Regions from separate parts of the Mus musculus genome. Here region 2 is linked to region 1. Evidence: chromatin contacts called from public HiChIP or PLAC-seq data. All regions are on one chromosome and are shown on one strand. Each heading gives the region's core, a stretch centred on a gene start, on an enhancer-like site or on the middle of the called end of the contact. The rest is flanking DNA. Distances are from core to core; before and after follow the strand shown.

Region 1 (3,829 bases), core at 1,329-3,828:
CTTCTGCCATAGGATGGTGCAGCACCCAGGTCCTGCCCACTTATTGCCTTCAGACAATCAACTGACTCTCAACTTTACAGAACTGTAGGAAAATAGCCTCTGTCCTTTATAAGTAAATACCAGGCTCAGGTATTGTTACAGTAGTACAAAACAGATGACCATATAGATCTGAAGCCTTCCCAGATGCTCCTAAGCGATGACAATAGCTGTTGTACCAAGAGCCAGTGAGCACTGAGAAAAAGGGAAGGAGAGCAAGTGGAGTGAGGGAGCGAGATGAGTCTCAAAGATCCAGAGAGAACCTCAAAAGTCGCACCCTACATTGTCAAACGGGCAGATGAAGACAAAAGCAAGGAATCATGAGATCGGCACGCTTATATAGAGCTGGTTTATGACAGAACCGCTGCCCGCAGGCAGCTGGGCTCCTGTAGTAGAGAGCATGGCGAGACTCAGCTGGGGCTGAGGCATCCTCAGCACTGTGGCTCTCACAAGCTTTGCCTCTGGCACATGGCTTTTAGAACCAAAGAGACTTATTTTCAAATCCTCGTCCTGTCACTTAGTATCCATGTCACTTTGGGCCAGGTAGTTAACATCTTTGAGCCTCAATTCCCTCATTCTGAAACCTGCAGGGTTGCTATGATTGACAGGCACTCAGTAGGTGGTAACTTTACACAACCTACTGCCATCTCTCTGACATGACAATTATCGGGGCAATCTTGAAAAGTGCAAGTGATTGTGAAGTGGCTATTATTCTCTTCTTTATAGATAACAGTACCAATCTGCTAAGTTCTCTGATATAAATCTGAATATTGGTTTTTGACTGACAGAAGAAACCACTGGTCAGGAAGTCTAAAAATAAAGCTACTATGAAACTTAAGTATTTGAAATACCCCCAGCCCCCAGTGTGAAAGAGGGGGTGTAGGCATCATGTAGACCTTGAGAACAATAATAAGATGAAGTACAAAAGATTAGGAATCTTCAAAAACTCTGGTTCCAGCTCCACACTCCTCTAGCTTTTGTGAGTACCAGCAAACCTTCATTTAAGAAGTTGTTAGGGCCTGATATAGCTGTCTCTTGTGAGGCTATGCTGGTGCCTGGCAAGCACAGAAGTGGATGCTCACAATCAGCTATTGGATGGAACACAGGGCCCCCAATGGAGGAGCTAGAGAAAGTACCCAAGGAGCTGAAGGGGTCTGCAACCCTGAGGGTGGAACAACAATATGAACTAACCAGTACCCCCAGAGCTCGTGTCTTTAGCTGCATATGTAGCAGAAGATGGCCTAGTCGGCCATCATTGGGAAGAGAGGCCCCTTGTTCTTGCAAACTTTATATGCCCCAGTATAAACAGGGGAACACCAGGGCCAAGAAGTGGGAGTGGATGGGTAGGGGAGCAGGGGGGAGAGGGTATAGGGGACTTTCGGGATAGCATTTGAATTGTAAATAAAGAAAATACCCAGTAAAAAATTGGAAAAAGAAAAAAAAAAGTTGTTAGGGGCTGGTGAGATGACTCAATGGGTAAGAGCACTGACTGCTCTTCCAAAGGTCCTGAGTTCAAATCCCAGCAACCACATGGTGGCTTACAACCATCCATAATGAGATCTGATGCCCTCTTCTGATGTGTCTAAAGACAGCTACAGTGTACTTACATATTATAATAATAATGATGATAATAATAATAAATATATATAATTACATATATAGAAGAAGAAGAAGTTGTTATTGTTGTTGTTGTTGTTGTTGTTAGAGAGCCAGGCATGATGGTGTACGTCTTTAATTTCAGAACTAGGAAGGTAGAGGCAGGTGGATCTCTGTAAGTTTAAGGCCAGGCAGGTCTACATAGTGAGTTCCTTGCTAGCCAAGGCTAAATATAGTGTCTGCCTTTAAAAAAACAAAAAAACAAAAACAAAAACAAAAAATAATTGGTAGAGTGCTTGCCTAGCCATGGTTCACTCCTGAGCAACACATAAACCAAGCTGACATGGGGACATATGCCTGGAATCCTAGCACTAGGGAGGAGGAGGGAGGAGTCAGAAGTTCAAGGCCATCCTTGAACTTCAAGTCTAAGGTCAGAAGAGAGTCCATAAGGCTCTGTCAAAAAAAAAAAAAAAGTAGACAGACGGACAGACAGACAGATGAGTGATAGATATATAGACAGATGATAGATAGATAAAACTATAATGCTTTCTTATATTTCAGGATGACTGATAGAATCCAATGTTTTTATCCATGTTATTTATTAACAACGATCAAAAAGTGGAAACAACTCAGCTGTCCAGCAGCCACCGCAGGAGACAAATGTGGCTGTTCAGCAGCTGACTAATTCAGTGCCCGAGTAAACACTGGGAATCACTGACGTCTGTCAGCACTCTGCTTCCCTTTTATTTGTTTTGTTCTGTTTTAGGGGCTTTATTTGTTTTGTTGTTGTTTATTTGTTTCTCTGTGTAGCCCTGACTGTCCTGACACTTACTATGAAGACCAAGCTGTCCTCAGAGATTCCCCACCTCTGTGACAGAGTACAGTCATGTGCTATCACTATCTGGCTACTCCTTTTTTTTTAGGCTAACAACAAGGGGGGGCTGGAGAGATGGCTCAACTGTTAAAAGCACTGGCTGCTCTGACAGAGGATCCACAATCACTTCCCAGAACCCACATGGTTACCCACAATTGCCTGAAACTTCAGTTCCAGAGGGTCTAGTGCTCTTCTGGCCTCTGCAGACATACATATGATGCACCAACATACATACATACATACATACATACATACATACATACATACATAAGAAAAAACATACATACATAAAAAAAACACCCACACACATAAGTAAAAACTAAAGCAAACAACAGGATCAATTTCTACTATTATTTGAAAAATTCTAAACAACCTATGAATCCTAGGAGGCAAAGAGCAATCTCTCAGGCCCAGAAGATGGGAGATGGGGGGTGCTCACTACCACATGTGACGAACTGACTTAGCCTAGAACCAATCCACTGGACGGCAAGAGAGAACAGGCTCTCTCTTACAGATTGTGTATACACACACACACACACACACACACACACACACTTGCATGTATATTCTTTCTCTCTCTCTCTCTCTCTCTCTCTCCCTCTCCCTCTCCCTCTCTCTCTCTCTCTCTCTCTCTCTCTCTCTCTCTCTCTCTTTCTCTCTCTCTCTCTCTCTCACACACACACACACACACACACAGGCACAACACACATATACACATGCACAGAGAGAGAGATAATGTTAAAGATACAAACAACTCAGCTGTTTATCAACTGATGAAAAAATAATTTATAAAAAGGAATTAGCCGGGCTGGTGAGATGGCTCAGTGGGTAAGAGCACCCGACTGCTCTTCCGAAGGTCCAGAGTTCAAATCCCAGCAACCACATGGTGGCTCACAACCCTCCGTAACGAGATCTGACGCCCTCTTCTGGAGTGTCTGAAGAGTTTCCCAGTGTTTACTCGGGCACTGAATTAGTCAGCTGCTGAACAGTCACATTTGTCTCCTGCGGTGGCTGCTGGACAGCTGAGTTGTTTCCACTTTTTGATCGTTGTTAATAAATAACATGGATAAAAACATTGAAGCTACAGTGTACTTACAGTGTACTTATTTATAACCAATAAATAAATCTTTAAAAAAAAGGAATTAGCCATGTTATAGTCAGGAAGAACTTTAAAAAATAATTCTCTATGGAAAGAAAAAACAGGGGTCTGACTCCATTGCCATATGACTCCATTTATGTGACTGTCTAGATAAGGCAATTACTGAGACAAAACGTAGCTCAGGGGTGATGAGTTTTTGTTTTTTATTTAATTAGTTATTTTCT
Region 2 (3,923 bases), core at 453-2,952, 66 kb before region 1:
ACAACCTATAAGTTTCAGTGAGTGCGAGTAGAATGAGGCTTGGAGAACAGGAGAGGCATTTCCTGTCTACACCACATTTTGAAAGTGACAAAGATCTGCAAGACCACAGGCTGATTCCTGTTCGACGAGGTAGAGTGCTGCTTCCATTAGCTAGTTACAGACGAGAGACACCAGGATAATGTTTCCGTTCATTTCCCTTCCTGTAACCCATGTCAGTCTTGACCTTGCCATGTAGCCAGCGCAGCCACCTGATCCTCCTGCTCTCAACCCCTGAGTGCCAGGATCACAGGCACACGACAGCACAGCTGGCTTGGAGTTTCCGCTTCATCTTTCACTGTGCAAGCCCATCATTTCTCTCTAACTCACACACACATACACATTCTCCTTTGTGTGTGTTCATGTGTGCATACTGTAACTCACACTTGCTAAGGATTCATGAACTAACAGAATTTTTTCTTTTTGGGCCTTAGGGGTCAAAATCAGGGCCTTTAACCACGAAGTATGAGGTTTCCAAGTAAGCTACACTCCACAGCTAGAGTCTCAGAGATCCGCTTCATTGAATGCATGCGGCCCAGGAGCTCCTGTTCTGTAGCAGACAATGAACTTTAACCCCTGTCCCTCCTGCTTCTAGCTTCCAAGTTTTGGGATTACGAGGGTAAACCAACACACTGAGCTTAGATTTCTCCTTACAAAGCTGTAACTTAATATTAAATATATTTTATTATTTATTTGTGTGTAGATGTGTATCTGTGTGTGCCTGAGGTCAGATATATATCCTACTGGCTGAAGCTGGAGTTACAGGAAGCAGGGTGCTGACTAATATGGGTACTGGAAATGAAACTTGGGCCCTATGCAAGAACAGCGCATGATCTTAACTACTGAGCCATGTGTCCAGCCTTTAAACCGACTTTTATTGTTAATTAATTTTAGGCTTATAGAAGATTTTAATATAGAGTCCCGATATTCCCCTCACCCCATCTTCCCAGTTATTAGCAATTTATATGAATAGTGATATTGAGTAGGGACATAGTTTAGTGCAGACTAGAACATGTAAATCAACCCCTGGCCCCAAAAGGAAAAAAAAAACAGCAACAAGAACAACACGGGGACCATGATATATTTGCCAAAAGCTTCACAAGTTGTGTTGTGCTTGAGGTAGGCTCTTGCTCTGTAGCCCAGGCTATCCTTAAACTCATGATCCACCGGCCTTGCTTCCTAAATGCTGGATTTTAAATATCTGACACTAAGCCTAGCCTAAGTTGTTTCTTGAGTGGTTGGTGATTGAGTCTAGGGCTTTTCCTGTGCTGAGTGCTGGGCAGGTGCTAGACCGCTGAGCTACATCCCAGCCCTGTGGATCTTAACTAAGACAGAAAACAGCAAACCTTTCTTTTTCTTTTCTCTTGTATTGTATTGCATTGTATTGTTTTGAGACAGGGTTTCTCTGTGTGGCCTTGGCTGCTCTGCAGACCAGGCTAGCCTGGAACTCAGAGATCCACCTGCCTCTGCCCCTTGGTGCTACAATTAAAGGCGTGCACCACCACCCACCTAACACAGATGTTTCTTAATTCTCATGTGTACAACAGGTTTTCCATAAGAGCTGTGTTTTGTTGAGAATTTATAATTCATTTAATTCTATGAATTGTCAGGTCATGGTGCACGCGTCCCTGAGAACTCCATCACTGCACACTGCTCCTCTAGAGAAGCTTGGTGACTCAGCCAGACCCTTCTCCCCACGTCCTTTGAGTCACTATTAGCCACAGTCCCAATATCCATTTCCTGCCTTCCTTTTTGCTAACTAAACTTTGATTCTGTTCCAAGCAGAAATGTGCCAGCTAACTGCAACATGGAGATACCTTACAGTGGGGAGTGGTTAGGTGAGCATTCTGGCTAATGAATAAAACAAAAGTAAGTTGGGGTGGGGTAGGGGTGGTGATTCTAGGAAACTGCCCCCCCCCCCAAAGGGTGTAAATGTGCCTAGAACTGTCTCTCCTGCTATCCTTGGTTCCTGAGACTTGACAAAAACAGATCCTTACTTGTTGAGGCCACGATAGTCAGGCTTTTAAAACAAGTTCATGCCACATGAGCTCATTCAGGCCAACCCGCACCACAGACAGGGCGCATGAGAAGGCGGGCAGGCAGAGAGGCGCAGCTGAGGGTGACGATCAGGGAAGTGGCCCTTTGGAAGTTCAGCTGCCGGGCTGAACAATGGCAAGGAGGTACTGATGGAGGAAGCATGGCTGTGTGAGGTGGGAAGAGGGTGACTGAGAGTGCCTACATGTACAAACAGGCCTCCGCAACCTGACACGGTAACTATAAGCATGAATAAAGCTGTTCTGTGTGGCAGAACAATCACTCTCACAATGGCTTCCTGGAGGTTTGGTTAAATACTGATGTGCAGGCCACAGATGAGTCTGTGTGTGCCAGCAAGTGAATTATTAATGCAGGCTCTATCTGAAATCAGCTGGGAAGGCGGTTCCATTAGAAGCAAGAAAGAAATTAATTTGAGGTCACTTGATCTAGGCACACATTCGGATGCATAAACTTTCTTCCTATATTAGCTATACACCAGGGAGAGGTCCAATCAAACCCCCTGAAGGAAGAAAAAAGTGCCACAGTGGAAGTATGGACTGAAGTCAGGCCTGGCAAGGAAGCCAGTCTCTGACATGAAGCCTCTTGTGCCTAAGCATGAACAACGGAGTGAGTCAGAAATACCACTCACCAGAGTTCAGACTGCAGAGCACGGTGACTGCACTCCAAGCTCACCTTGGAACCTGCCCCGCGAGAGTGCCAGGACTCAGGGCCTCGGTAAGCCTGTGTGGTTTTCCTGAGTCAGTTACCGTGCAACTCTAATGCACTGCAGAGACTCTAGCTGGAGATGCAAATGATGAAAACTCTGTTGACCAGCTCATATCTAAGAAAAGGGTTGAGCTGGACCTGTACAAGAAGACTGGATATCAGGACAACGGAAGGAAGGGGAGGCGGGCTTACCTCTGTTGCTTTCTGGCTGAGTCCCCGAAGCAGCAGCACAACTACGTGGACTGCAGCTCTGCGCACTTGAACATCATTGTCTGTCTTAGCCACAGCAATCAGGCAGGCTGTCACCTAGGAGGGAGATGGGAGAAGTCAAGAGGAATCAGGGTTGCATAATTACCTACAGGCCTCCAACTGTCTCTCTCAGTCACAGTCCTCAGGAGCAGTCTGGCACTTGGGAGGCAGAGGCAGGTGGATTTCAGAGTTCAAGGCCAGCCTCGAAGTGAGTTCCAGGACAGCCAGCGCTACACAGGGAAACCCTGTCTCGGAAAATCAAAAAAAAAAAAGAAGAAGCTGAGATTTAGTGGCAGAGGTTTGGTATAGACAAGCTTTCCTGGAAAAGGTCATAATCTGATTGGAAATTCATGGATGGAACCAGGGAGTTTTTGAAAAAAGGAAAGGTCAAAATGCAAGATTCTCTCTAAACCTAGGGAAAGGGTGTTAGGTGCTCGTCTTTCGGAACTTCACATCAGAGGAAGGAGGGACTGGTCATGGTAGGTGCTAGGACCTAGCTAAGGAGTGTCAGTTCCCGGCCAGATGTTCTTAAGCCTCTGTGCAGCACAGGGTTAGGAGGAGAGAGAGACTCCTTCCCCTCTGCTGCCCACCCAGCCCTGCAAACCTAGTGTCCACTCTGGGAAGTCAGCACAGCCAGTTTCAAGTACGAGGACCCGAGTGTGAAATGTGCCCACACAAGAAGGAAGGAAAGAGAAAGAGAAGGTGGGGGAGGGATGGGGATGTGGGGAAGGGGAAGAGAGGGGGGAGGGAGAGGAAGAGAGAAAGGAAGAGGGAGTGAAAGAAAGGGAGAGGAGAAGGGGGAGGGTGAGAAGGAGAGGGAAAGAGGGAAGGGGAGGGGAGGGGGAGAAGGAGAGAGAGAGAGAGATTGATTCTGCCTG

Evidence for each region. HiChIP or PLAC-seq counts read pairs in DNA pulled down with a chosen protein or histone mark.
Region 2: a contact with region 1 is called in an HNF4G HiChIP or PLAC-seq map of pancreatic cancer cells. The contact joins two enhancer-like sites. A contact is called at or near these places in 2 of 484 Hi-C or Micro-C datasets (the 4T1 cell line and nephron progenitors) and 3 of 115 datasets of contacts at active chromatin or transcription factors (embryonic stem cells, kidney and pancreatic cancer cells).

The regions. Positions count from the first base shown.
Region 1 is chr8:106,752,255-106,756,083 of GRCm38.p6, reverse strand. The region is part of intron 14 of Tango6 (transport and golgi organization 6); the gene reads right to left. Among named protein-coding and RNA genes, the nearest start is that of Tango6, 71 kb to the right of the region's middle. Within about 2 kb of position 2,578, at least 11 of the 459 cell types and tissues checked have an H3K27ac peak or open chromatin away from gene starts, as enhancers often do. A contact at or near this core is called in pancreatic cancer cells, where this site is marked.
Region 2 is chr8:106,817,635-106,821,557 of GRCm38.p6, reverse strand. Tango6 (transport and golgi organization 6) reads right to left here. Exons shown (of 18, transcript NM_173037.1): 17 at 2,989-3,102. Among named protein-coding and RNA genes, the nearest start is that of Gm34197, 27 kb to the left of the region's middle. Within about 2 kb of position 1,702, at least 59 of the 459 cell types and tissues checked have an H3K27ac peak or open chromatin away from gene starts, as enhancers often do. A contact at or near this core is called in pancreatic cancer cells, where this site is marked.